2 separate regions of the Sus scrofa genome follow, and region 1 is linked to region 2. The links are chromatin contacts, called in public HiChIP or PLAC-seq maps. All regions are on one chromosome and are shown on one strand. The core of a region is the stretch at or near the end of the contact, and the rest is flanking DNA. Distances in the headings are between cores, read along the strand shown. Region 1 overlaps YWHAG (14-3-3 protein gamma). Region 2 overlaps SSC4D (scavenger receptor cysteine-rich domain-containing group B protein).

What was found. HiChIP or PLAC-seq counts read pairs in DNA pulled down with a chosen protein or histone mark.
Region 1: a contact with region 2 is called in an H3K27ac HiChIP or PLAC-seq map of alveolar macrophages. The contact joins two enhancer-like sites. A contact is called at or near these places in 2 of 5 promoter capture datasets (fetal liver and liver), 11 of 47 Hi-C or Micro-C datasets (embryonic fibroblasts, fetal liver, heart right ventricle and 5 more) and 2 of 2 datasets of contacts at active chromatin or transcription factors (alveolar macrophages and skeletal muscle).

The regions. Positions count from the first base shown.
Region 1 is chr3:10,015,091-10,021,722 of Sscrofa11.1, reverse strand. YWHAG (14-3-3 protein gamma) reads right to left here. Exons shown (of 3, transcript XM_005661962.3): 2 at 1,160-1,824. The coding sequence ends at 1,168. Among named protein-coding and RNA genes, the nearest start is that of HSPB1, 21 kb to the left of the region's middle. Within about 2 kb of position 5,037, at least 6 of the 83 cell types and tissues checked have an H3K27ac peak or open chromatin away from gene starts, as enhancers often do. A contact at or near this core is called in alveolar macrophages and fetal liver, where this site is marked.
Region 2 is chr3:9,967,596-9,974,389 of Sscrofa11.1, reverse strand. SSC4D (scavenger receptor cysteine-rich domain-containing group B protein) reads right to left here. Exons shown (of 11, transcript XM_021086292.1): 7 at 5,549-5,863; 8 at 3,637-3,714; 9 at 3,013-3,087; 10 at 1,720-1,788; 11 at 60-1,089. The coding sequence ends at 773. Among named protein-coding and RNA genes, the nearest start is that of SSC4D, 10 kb to the right of the region's middle. Within about 2 kb of position 2,764, at least 68 of the 83 cell types and tissues checked have an H3K27ac peak or open chromatin away from gene starts, as enhancers often do. A contact at or near this core is called in alveolar macrophages and fetal liver, where this site is marked.

The DNA of each region.
Region 1 (6,632 bases), core at 3,788-6,287, 45 kb before region 2:
ATTGGACAGAATGTTTATGCACAGGGCTCTTCCTTTAGGATTTTTCTACCAGTTAGCTCCTGGCACCTGAATTTTCACACACTGCACCACGAGGTTTCTCAGAACCACCACCAGCTTCTACAACCCATGGGGGCTTTTCAACCCATCCGAACGAGTGCCACTGAGGTACAGTGGGGAAGACTCAAGTGGAACGAGAAGGGGCAGCCCAATTCCTGAGGAAGGAGCTGCGGCAGCTTAAAAATCAGGATTTCTCTGAAAATATCAACATAATAAATGACATACAGACCTGAATTTTCTCTATTTTTGTGGTGTTTAATGTTTCTATTAAAGTGATTAATAATTTTTGTGGTGGGTTTAAGTTAAGAAGAAGGGACCAAAAAAAATCCCACAGCCACCTGCCAAGCACCTGTTAACCAAAACCTAAAGTAGCTCTGATTCTCCTCAGGCAAGCCTTCCGGCCTAGGAGAGAGAGAACAGCAAAACCAACCTGGATAAGGCTGAATAAGGACGTACAAGCCACAGTAAAGAAAAATACACAATCAATGGCTTGATGTTACATATGGCTGTAATGTAGAAATACTGTAAACTGCAATTTAGTGTTAATACTGTCAACCAATCAGGAACTTCTGAAAACTGGCAACGCCTAACCCATAAGGATAAATATACCTTATGTTCTAAGTCTATCAGCTTGGGATTTAAACTATTCCATGTCTGGTAGAGTACACCCTGAAAAAAAAATGCACAGCTAAAACAGATGAGACAGAAAGTACCCAAAACTTAAGACAAGAGCATATGTACATAAAAATCCTTACTGGAACCACAGAACTTATTGAATGAGGGCCATTCCATTTAAGTTTTCAATTCATCTTTAAACCCTATGTTCTAGCAATAAGTTAAATTAAAGACAGCTCCACTTGCATTAATCTACAGAACAGTCCATAAGCCAGTGTGAGGCTGCTATTCCAATACCAGCACAGCTAGCCTGACTTTCCACTAGTGGTATTTTGGCAAAAATGTCAAAGAGGCGATCAAAGACAGGACAGGTCGTGGGTTTCTCCCTAGGAAGGTCATCCCTCCCTTTCCCTCCCCCACCCGACCCCCAACTCATGGGAAAAAATAAAGACTGCAGTAGTAGCATCAGCGTGCGCTGCCAGTCCACCTGGGGCCTTAATTGTTGCCTTCTCCACCGTCGTCGTCTTGCTGATCGCTTGTCCAGAGCGTGAGGTTGTCGCGGAGGAGCTGCATGATGAGCGTGGAGTCCTTGTAGGAGTCCTCGTTGAGGGTGTCAAGCTCGGCGATGGCGTCATCGAAAGCGGTCTTGGCCAAGTGGCAGGCTTGCTCCGGGGCGTTCTGGATCTCATAGTAGAAAACGGAGTAGTTAAGGGCCAGGCCTAATCTAATGGGGTGAGTGGGCTGCATGTGCTCCTTGCTGATCTCATGGGCTTCGCTATAGGCCTTCTCAGACGACTCCACGACGGTCGCCCTCTTCTCTCCAGTGGCTACTTCGGCCAGGTAGCGGTAATAGTCCCCTTTCATCTTCAGGTAGAACACTTTGCTCTCATACTGGGTCTCGCTGCAATTCTTGATCAGGTAGTTATCCAGCAGGCTCAGCACATCCTGACATACGGCCTCCAACTCCTTCTCTATTTTTTCACGGTAAGCACGGACCATCTCTATCTTCTTCTCATTGCCATCTGCAGAGGTCTTCTGCTCAATGCTACTAATGACCCTCCAGGAAGAACGGCGCGCCCCGACTACATTCTTGTAAGCCACAGAGAGAAGGTTTCTTTCTTCATTGGACAGTGGCTCATTCAGCTCTGTCACCTATTAAGGAGGAAAGAAGACAGAGTTGTTACGGTACAGATGATGTCAGCTGGATTAATCACTTCTTTATGCCGCTAAAACATCAGCTGCTAAGGTCATTAACAGTCAGAGAAGTTAGGCCGTGCAGCTCTATGGAAGGGGGACGGAGGTGGGACGAGCAACAACCAAGGAAAAAAAACTGCAGCTGGATCACTGGTGCCTCAACTCCTGCTTCCTTCCTAGAAAAGGACACACACACGTGTCACGTAGCTCTCCCGTAAGATGACAAACCAAATCTCGATCTACATTACAAAAGGTCAACAGCTCTCATGCAACATTACATAGATACCAATCCTCAGGACTTTAACTAGAGATGGCTTCCATACAGCATCAGTTTTTTAAAGAAAATGGAATAACAGCTTCTAAGCTTGACCTGCCAAATTTCAGTCCCAGCCCTCTGGATGAGAGTATCTTGCATGCTGGGTGAGAATATATCGAGTCAACTTCAAAGTTGACTTTTGAGAAACAAAGAAACTTTTCTGTTCTTACGTTAGTATAAACTAGAGTTCCTGCTGTGGTGCAGTGGGGTCAGTGCCGTGTCTGCAGCACCAGGATGCAGATGCAGGCTCAATCCCCGGGCCTGGCACAGTGGGTTAAAGGATCCCACCTCCCGCAGCTGCAGCGTAGGTCACAACTGCAGCTCAGATTTGATCCCTGGCCTGAGAATTCCATGTGCCACTGGGTGGCCGAAAAAGCAAAAAGGATAATATAAATTACAAACCTCAGAAAGAAAGTAAAAATTGGGGGCATGGGATTGACTCTATAATTACTGAGATATTTGCAACTCAGAGAATAAATACTTGAATACAATTAGCAAAAAGATGGAGAGGTGAGCAAAAAAAGCACTTCTGAGTTGAGGAGACCAATAGGAATGAATGCTTCTTTTTTTTCCCTTTTTATTTTTTTCTGTTATAGTTGATTTATAATGTTCTGTCAATTTCTGCTGTACAGCAAAGTGACCCATTCATACAGATATGAATGCTTCTTTCCATTGTACTTATTTATTTTTCTTGGCCATGCTTGCAACATGTGGAAGTTCCCAAGCCAGGAATCAAACTCTCACCACAGCAGAGACCTGAGCCACTGCCATGACAATGCCAGGTATGCAATCCGCTGTGCGGCAAGGGAAGTCCCAATGACTAAGAGCTTTGAGGAAAATTAAGCAACATACACCAATATTCCGTATTTTTATGACTACCAATCAACTACATATAGGAAATGGAATCAAGTGACTAAAGTTATTTATTTAATTTATATTACCTGATTTCTGTGATGTTAGAGTCATGCACCTTTAGACATCTGACAAGGACATGAAATAGAAAGTTTTATAAGAAGGACAGAACTCGGAGTTCCCGTCGTGGCTCAGTGGTTAATGAATCCGACTAGGAGCCATGAGGTTGCAGGTTTGGTCCCTGCCCTTGCTCAGTGGGTTAAGAATCCAGCGTTGCCGTGACCTGTGGTGTAGGTTGCAGACGCGGCTCGGATCCTGCGTTGCTGTGGCTCTGGCGTAGGCCGGTGGCTACAGCTCCGATTAGACCCCTAGCCTGGGAATCTCCATATGCCACAGGAGTGGCCCTAGAAAAGGCAAAAGACGAAAGAAAGAAAAAATAGAAAGAAAAGAAAGAAAAGGAAAGAAAGCAAGCAAGAAAGAAAGCAAGAAAGAAAGAAAGAAAGAGAAAGAGGACAGAACCCTCCCTATCCTGGGGCCACATTTTTATTTGTATGGTTAACTACCATATCTAAATTGGTACAGGCTACGTCAATGGCAACATCAGGAATGCCAGATTATGTGTCTTACAACAGACTAAATGCTTCGCTCACCTCATCTTCTCATGTACTGGTACTTCAGTGGTAACATGGTAACTGCAACAAACTTCATACTTCTGCCCTTTGTTCTTCTGCCTCTGCCTACACTATTTCCCAGTGTTCCCGCCTGCAAACTACTTAACACAGTTGTCAAGAATCAAATGAAACTCATGTCCTCTATGAAATCTTTCCCATTTCTATTCCTCCCACCCCAGTTAAATGGGCTACTCTGTTCTCTGTGTTAGATCAACCACGGCGTCCACATAACATCATATTACTTATAGATGTGAAAGATAGTGGCATATGGAGTTCCCGTCGGGGCTCAGTGGTTAACGAACCCGACTAGTATCCGTGAGGATGCAGGTTGGATCCCTGGCCTCAGTCAGTGGGGTTAAGACCTGTCATTGCTGTGAGCTGTGGTGTAGGTCGCAGATGTGCTTGGATCCCGCGTTGCTGTGGCTGTGGTGTAGGCCGGCAGCTGCAGCTCTGATTAGACCTCTGGCCTGGGAACCTCCATATGCCTTGGGTGTGGCCCTAAAAAGACAAAAGACCAAAAAAAAAGGTAGTGGCATATAATCCAAGAAAAGCTATGCTAACCATCTGGGGAAGGAGGGGTTGGGATACCAAGTGACGTCTATTTAAGGATCATCTACGTTCAGTAGGTGTTCCTCTTTTATAAAGGGGGGGGGTTATGCTGTGAAGGGGTTATGCTCAATTAAACTGGCTGTAAAATTTAAATAGTACCTCTAAGATAAATCAGAATGTAAACCATACTTATTAGTTTACTGAAAGCAATTCACTCTTTGAATGAAATGATCACGCTTTGCTTACAAGGCAAACACCCATGCTGTAACTCTCACAACATCCAGCAAATAATATACATTCAAGTATTTCCTAAGCTTTTAGTGGTTTTTCTTATGCTGACCTTTTACTACACATGTCTGCTTCTCCACTCTAATGCTAGAGAACAGCAGCTCTACCAAAGGAGGCCCAAGTGAAACAGAAGCAGAGTGGGGAACAGGGTTTGGGACTACTGACCTCAGGACAGAGGGAAACCAGAAGTGAGGAGCTTTGTACTCTCTGGGTCCCGCCCGGCCCCCCATGGAAACCCTACTTCCTTTGAACAGAGGCTTATCGCCTCATCTCTGTTTCTCCATACCTTCCAGACCGTGGAGAAAGCATTCCCAGCCTTCAGACCACGTCACTCCTGTTTCTAATGTTTATGCAAATAACCCAGAGGACGAGGGCTTTCCAGTCCCACCCTTTACTAAGTGATCTGGGGGACAAGCCATTGCATCTCTGGGCCTTGGTCTGTATATCTCTGAGACAGATCTCCGTCTCTCTCACGAGGTCACATAAGGGCATGTCAGATGAATGAGAACGTGCCCCCAGCACAGTACTGTGCTACAGAGATGCGAGCAATGACTCTTGAGGATACCCTGAGCAGTTTCTCTACATTTTAACTTTGACCATGGGAGGCCTCTAAACTTAGCATTTCTGAGCTTATCTTCCTGTATCAAGTATCTCTTCTCCATTTCATGCTGTTTTCTAGTCTAAGTTCAAACTTCCTTAGCTACATACGTTACATCACTTCCTTTCCAGAAACTTTACTATGACGTAGCCTGGAATAACTCCCCAGACTGGCTTTCAAACAGGCTGAGGCTTCTGCAGGCCCTGGGCCCGCACACTGCAACGGCAGGACACGAGCCCGTATTCACTGAACGCACAGATAGTGCAGATACTGGAGACTAGTCGCCTCTGGTGTAACCTGATAACTGTCCCCAATGCAAGAAGCTACCGTACCCAAGGCCACTGAGATGGGGTCCTGGCCTTTTCCCCAAATCATGCTGTCCTTATTTCAAGAGCCAGCGACTATTTAAAGCTCGATCGCCTCACCACTACTCTATACCATGAGGTCTCCTCCTGCTGCAAACGCTGGGTGGCAGAGCCCGAAGGCAGCCACTCGTGCTTCTGTAAAGTCTGTCTAGTTGCCCCAGACAAAGCGGAACATGGAGAGGATGAAATGCCACCCTCACCTTTAGATACAGTAACTCAACCACATTTGGAACATGCCCAGATGTTCTGTGCCACTGAAAAACTAAGTTAGAGGGGAAAAGCTTTCATTCTTAAAAAAAAAAAAAAGTCTGCTCAAAGGAAAGAGTTCTCTAAAAACCATAAATCAGACTTTAAAAAAAATCCTTAAGATCAAAATAACTTGTAAGAGTTAATCTGTGATTTTTACATTAAAATAGAGATCCCAACAATACTACTTTCAAAAGTCATCATCTTTCCAGAAGGTCAAAAACATTATTCACATAGCATCCAGAGAGGTTTAACCAATGTGGGAAGATGTGAGCTATGCGTCATTTGGAAAGGAAGGTACTGCTTTACAGCACAGTCACTGATCGAAGAATGCAACACTTAGAAACATGGTACCCCAAATTTACTATCATGGCTATTGGAAAACGTGGACAGTTTATAAATTCTCTAGTGTTTTATGTTCTGCTTAAAAACAAAATTAAGGTTTCTCTTCTCAACCCCTATGATACTAGCTCAAGCGCAAATTTCTTGTGGTGAGTTAAGACAGAGCTGTTGGCAAAAAGTTTAGAAAAATGTGTTATTTCTCACCAACAGTTTAAAAACCAGAACTCCCCAAATCCCAGCTGCTAAGGAATCAGATATTAATTAGTATCAGCTGTTCTCCCCTTGGAGTTGATGAAGAGAAAAACTGTTCTACCTAGATTAGCAACCCTTGAGATTCTTGGAAGTCTATTTAGATGACTTTCCGACCCTGTCTTGGAGCACGAAGTCATTCACAATTCCTTAAACTATCAAGAGGCATAGTCGTAATGAACACAACTTGAAATGTTTAATCTCCCCAAATACAACTTAAATTAAGCTTACTTTATTTAAAAGGTGGGGTGCTTTTGGCTGCACCCGTGGCATGTGAAAATTCCCAGGCC
Region 2 (6,794 bases), core at 1,515-4,014:
TCCACAAAGTCCTAACCGAGTCTTTCCTGCTGCCGCAAACAACACACTTATGCCCAAACGCCCAGGTAACAAACAGGGGACAATGCTTTATTAACTTGGCACCTAATGGAATGAGAGGCTACAGGCCCCCACGGTTCTTTGCTTCTGCAAAGTGGAGGCTCTGTGGTGGGGGCAGCATCAATCCGAGATGCTGGTTTCAGCTGCAGGGAGGGGCCGCTGTCCCTGCTTTGGCCCCTCGAGTCCCCCTGTCCAGCCAAGCACCATCTGAGCCTAGGCCCTCATGGAGAGGTCAGGGCAACGGCTCAGGTTCTTCTGCAGCCCCAGGCAGTCTAAGGTAAGAGCCATAGGCCGCTCCTGCCTTCCCTCTTCTTGGGGATCCCAAGATGGATGGGGGAAGGGAGATACTCCATTTACAGAGAGCCCCTGAAACTCTTGGACCCTGAGCAGGGATGCTATAACAGGAGCCCCGCCAAAGAGGAAAGTTAAGAGTTACTCCCTTCCCACTATTTTCTGTTTTTAGCTGAGCAGAAAGCGAGAGCTTTCATTGAACTGGACCCATGTTAGGTGATAACAGGTGAGGTCACATGCCAAGTTGATGGGGTGGAACCAGGCTCCCCCAGGAAGGACCACACCAACTGGACAGGCTCTCTCCCAGACAAGGGGAGAGAGGAACAGAGTGAACTGCAGTTATCACAGGAGGACTTCCTGGAAGAAGAGGGGCAGGTCACAGGAGGCTCCCAGAGGAGGTGGTCTGCAGAACAAACGGGCTGAGTCATGCCGGCTGGCACAAGACACTGGCATCCTCGCTGTGGTCACAGTTGTGAGCATCCCAGCGGATGTGTGAGCAGAGCAGCAAGGCACTCTCGTCCCCACGGCACTTGACATTGTCCAGGAGGATAGGGCCTCGTCCTGGGCCGAAGTGGGCCTCACCAGGGGCTGCCAGGGCCTGGCCGCAGCCCAGCTGGCGACATAGGACACCGGCTGCCCGCAGGTCCCAAGCGTCATCGCAAACAGTGCCCCAGCGCTGTCCTAGGAAGAGCTCTACACGCCCCTCGCATCGATGGGCTCCGTTGGCCAGACGTAGATGCCCTGTGGGAGGAGAAGGCTTGGGGCTAGAAGGGGCTGGCCCAAGCCAGACCACTCCCAAGCGAGGCCAGGGGACGGGTAGATAGAGGAGGCAGAAGGCCGTGGTTTGGGAGGGTGCTGCCCTGGGAGCCACTGGAGGAGGGCAGACAAATGAGATTAAAATAGTATGGGCATCAGGCCAGACCTAATCTTCAGACCAGGAGAATGCGTACAGGCTTTTGTGGGGCGCTCTGTGCCGGCGGGGAGCTTTATGTCTGCTCTTTTCTTGGTTCTTTGGTCACAATCCCAATACCTCGGCCCCAGGGCTGCTCCCTATAAACTGTGATCCCCTGAAGGTCATCATCTCCTTTCCCCCCTGGACTCTGACTTCTTTCACTGCTCTCCTCAGGACAGGAGCCCCATCCTCTCATTTTGGTCCCAACTCTAGAAATCTCTAGGTTGCTATAGCTTAAAACCTACCTCCATTATTCTGGATAGCCCATCTCTATTAACGAGGCCTTAGACTAGCACGAACAAAAATTCCGGGATCTGGTGCAACTCTGCTGTGTGACCCCAGGCTGCGACCTCCCTCTAATTCTGGTTCTTCCTATCCTGCTGCCTTCAGCCTCACTCTTAGGGACTGTGGGCACCTACCGTCCCTGGGCCGAGGAGTGGGTACCCGGGTGGTCTCAGAACCATCCTGTTGGACTAGTTCCTCTGGGCCTGGCTCAGCAAGGACAAAGAAAAAGGTGGTTGTCATATTGTTCCCCAAGCCAGGTCATCTCTTACCTTCCAAGAGAAACCTGATCTAGGGTCAGGGAGCACTTCACAGGTCCCTGCTCCTTGGAAAAGAAATAGGGGTTGTGCTTTTCATCCTGGGAACTAAAGCAGAATCCTTTGTAGCCTAGCCTTTTGTGGCCAAGGCTACCAGAGCACCAAACAACGGTGAAAAATATCAATTCCTACACCAATCAATGAAGAGATGCATTCTTAAATGTCAGACTTTGCAAACACCCCTTTTCCATGGACTCCTCCCAAAGGTCAGAGCTGATCAATTCTCTCTGCCAGCTAGAGCTTTCTGGGTCCCGACGCCGCAGAGCAAATGCGCCCGGGCTACGCCCTTCATAGCCTCTTCCACGCTTGATCCCAGGACTCGGTCCCTCAGCTCGAGCCCCGCCCTTCGCTGCCGCAGAGGGCGCTCCCTTCCCGGCCCCGCCCTTGCCGCGCAGCCGCAGAGAGCGTCCGTGGTGGGCTCCGTCTCTCTCTGCGGAGTGTGAGTCCTTCCCGGCTCACGCCGCAGTGCCGCAGAGAGCCTTACGCATGGCCCCGCCCATTTCCCCAACAGATCCCCGCCCCGCCCGCGCCGCGGCGCGTGCTGACGCGCGGCCCCGCCCATTCCTCAGGGTCCGCCTCTTCACGCCGGCGCCGCAGAACACGCCTGCGCAAGGCCCCGCCCATTCCTCAGACGGAGCTCTGCCCCGCCCCCGCCGCAGCGAGTTCGCGGTCCTACCGCCGCCTCACCTGAGCAGAGCGCGCCAGCATCCTCGTGGTGGCCACAGTTGTGCTGGCCCCAGCCCAGGTGGAAGCAGTCGCTTAGGCGGGCTTCGGTGCCGGCGCAACCCACGTTGTCCAGCAGCACCGGGCCGCGGCCGTAGCCGAAGTGGCCGAGGCCCGTGGCACCCAGGGCCGGCCCGCAGCCTGCCTCTCGGCAGGCCACGCGCGCGTCCGCGAAGTCCCAGTCATCGTCGCACACGGTACCCCAGCCCCCGGCGTACAGCACCTCCACGCGGCCGCGGCACGGGCCCGGGCCGCCCACCAGCCGCAGCCGCCCGCCTGCGGGGCGCACAGGCCCGCGGCCAGAGGGGCTGGACTGGGGCTGCCGGTTCCAGGCGGAGCCCTGGCCCCACCCTCTCCCACCCCCGCCACAACCTGGGTTCTGCCACTTACTTTTCTTCCCCGCGGCCCAGGCGGCTGTGGTGAACATTGCTGGCTCCCTAGAAGGCAGGGCACCAACTCCTGTAGCTGCGGAGACAGGGCATCTAGAGCTCTTGTGGGGGACAGGGAGGCCTTCTGACATGCCTCAACTGTACCACACCTGCACCCTGCCCTCAGCCTCAGTCCTAGAGTCACCATGTTGTCAGCTCTGATGGGGTCCTTAGGAAGCTTGAGGGAAATGAACGGAATCCTATTTCCAGGCATTACCCTAATTTCAATCCCAATGATAGTTCCAGCCCTAATTCCAAAATGTACTTCTCTCCTTCAGTTTTTTATCTCAGCTCTCACAAGGCCTCTTTCAGTTTCCAACCTGAGCACCAATCCACATTTTATTTCAGAGCTTTGAAGAAATCTCTTACTGGCTCCTCCCTCCCCGCTGAACTTTTCAGAGCTCTAGATTTCATCCTTTTTGCTCCATCTACACACCAGTTCTCTTACCCCCCTCTTTACCATCTGGCCAAAAGCCATGGCCTGCTGGCCCAGGCCTCCTCCCCATGGATCCAGAACAGCCTTCCCAGTTCCCAGCCCTGCCCACCTCGCCCCTCCCATTCCAGCTTGGAGGGCTGGGTTCCTTACCCTCTGGCTCTGTGTGCCAGGCCCAGGCCCCTCTTGTGGCCAAGGATAGTGGTGCTGTGAGAGTCGGGCGGCCCAGGACTAGAGCAGGAGAGAAGGTAGCAGGGTCAGAGGCCAAGGTCCTGGTTCCTGATCAGCCTTGGGCTATCAGAAAGAATACTACAGTCTCCTTGGAGAAGACAACAGGTTTTAGTTCCAGAGCTGGGGGCTCAGCCCCAGGAAGGGTCCAAAGAGGTCTGCCCCACTTTGCCAGTTCTTGTCATTTATTTGTGCTGCCAACATGCACATGTCAGTTTATACAGGACTTTCACAGCTGGGCTTTCATTTCTCTCCAGTGTTCTCAGAAACCCACTATGTGTCCAAGGAGGGGCGGTAAAGAAGGCCTTGCCCACCAGGGAGGGCCATGCATAGTCGTAAGGGACTTGCAGAGCAAAACTCATTACCCCATCTTACAGATAAAATAACACTAGCATGGGAAGGGGCATGCCCAAGACCATGCACACAGCAAGGTTAGCTGAGGGTTTTCCAGGGCTTGCTGTGTGGTAAGGCTCTGCCTCATTGAGCTTCAGCTTTCTCATCTGTAAAATGGAATAATGGCCCCTGGTTTGCTGTGAGGCATGAGCAAGCACTTCATACCTGGTAGAGTGGAGTCCATTTGTGAAATGCCATTATTCGTCTCAGTATTCCTATTCCCAAAAAACCTCTCAAAATGGGAGAGAGGCCAGGTGAGGAAAAACACTATACATATGTGTGTGTGTGTATGTGTGTATTTTTTTTTTAGGGCCACTCCCATGGGGCATATGGAAGTTCCCAGGCTAGGGGTCGAATTGGAGCTGTAGCCGCTGGTCTACACCACAGCCACAGCAACGCCAGATCCGAGCAGTGTCTGCGACCTATACCACAGCTCATGGCAACGCAATGCAACACCAGATCATTAACCCACTGAGTGAGGCCAGGGATGGAACCTCCATCCTCATGGATACTCACTAGTTGGGTTCGTTAACCGCTGAGCCACAGAGGGAACCTCAGGAAACATACTATTAACAGAGTATCAACCACAACAACAAATTTTAAGAAAACAGTTCTAAAAGCAACTAGTGTGCCAAATTTTCACATCTGTTCACCCTCACCTAAATAAATAAATAACTCATTCTGAGATCTTAAAAAAAGGAGAATTCTGGGGACATACCTGGGTTACAGTGGAAGAAATCTGGAGTACCTCTGGAGCGATTCTAGATTCTAGAGTACTATTACTTTACTCTGAAGTTATTTTGTTGTTTTTTTTTTTTTGTCTTTTTGTTGTTGTTGTTGCCATTTCTTGGGCCGCTCCCGCGGCATATGGAGGTTCCCAGGCTAGGGGTCCAATCGGAGCTGTAGTCACCAGCCTACGCCAGAGCCACAGCAATGTGGGATCCGAGCCGTGTCTGCAACCTACACCACAGCTCACGGCAATGCCGGATCCTTAACCCACTGAGCAAGGGCAGGGACCGAACCCGCAACCTCATGGTTCCTAGTCGGATTCGTTAACCACTGCGCCACGACGGGAACTCCTCTGAAATTATTTTGTAACAGCACTTAGAAGGTGCTAGAAAATTCCGGAGGCAGGGATTTTGGAGTACTGTTAGATAATTCTGGAGTATTGATGGGGTAACACAGCAGCATTACATAGAAGTGGAGTCTACCACAGAGGCTGCTAAAATTTTCTGAGGTACTGTTAGAGCAGCAATGAGAAACTAAAACTAATCGCACATCCGTGGAGAGCTCAGGGAAGCACCACACTTCAAGCCGGTTCCCGCTCCGCTTCCTCCTCCTGAATCAGGCCCCGCCCCCGCCCTCCCCCCGGGCCCCACCCCCCGCCCTCCCCCCGGGCCCCACCCCCCGCCCTCCCCCCGGGCCCCACCCCTGGAGCCCGCACCTGCGCAGAGCGCGCCGGCGTCCTCGTGGTGGCCGCAGTTGTGCACGCCCCAGCCCAAGCTCAGGCAGGCTGCCAGACGGGGCTCGCCTCCTTCGCAGTGCACGTTGTCCAATAAGATGTGCCCCGTGCCGTAGCCGAAGAAGGCGTTGGTGGTGGCTGCCAGGGCCGCCCCGCAGCCCAGCTGGCGGCAGACCACGGCAGCGTCCGGCAGCCCCCAGTCATCGTCACACACCGTGCCCCACAGGCCACCGTGCAGGATCTCCACTCGGCCCTGACACGGGCCCACGCCCCCCACCAGGCGCACGCTGCCCTCACCTGGTGACAAAGGTAGGGGGATGTGGAGGCAGGGAGCATCTCCCACAGGGCTTTGCTGCCTCTTCCCTCCAAAAGTGCACACATCCCAATGCTCTTCCACAATGCCCGGGCCCTCGGTATAGCCACCGTGCACGGTGTCCCAGGACCTAAAACCCAGGAGGAGCTGCTCATCCACTCACTTGCAAATCACTGCCTCCTCACAATCTAGATTGGGAGCGCTTTGCGGCATCTGAGAACAGAGCCCTGTGACTGTCACTTCCTGCCTAAAAGCAGTCCTCCCTTCCCTTATCCACACTCTCCTAACCATCCAGGATGTGCTGCTTCCTCCTTGATTACTGCAGTGAAAGCCTTCTGTCCTTCCCAGGTACAGCACCAACAACTCTTCCTCCAGAAAGCCCTCCCTCCCCGGTCTCTGGTGAATGGGACCCTCTTCCTCCTCTGACATCTTTGCCTTTTTATCTGCCCTTTTTAAAATTTTTTGTTGTTGTTGCCTTGCGGGCCTGTGGAGTTCCCAGGCCAGGGATCAGATCCAAGCCGCAGCTGAGACCTAAGCTGAAGCTGCATCAGTGCCAGGTCCTTAACCCACCATGGGATGGAACAAGCATCTCAGTGCTCCCAAGATTCTGTTGCACCAACCGGGGGGAACTATCTGTCCTTCTTTAAGGGAATTTTCACTTTCTTGTTCTACATCATATCAACTGTCGCATTACATTGGGCATCAGCCTCCACCTCTTATTTTCTCCAATCTTGTGCTATTTTTATTATCCCCATAGAATGAATCCTCTTTCCGAATCCAGACAGTGAGTGGCCTGAGGGGGTGCAGGGGACAGGGTGGGGAGGGGGAATGACCAAACTCGCCCATCAGTCATCCCTCTTTGCCCACTGCCTAAGGTCGGGTATGGGAGAGTCCCCCCTGGATCCCTCTCCTAAG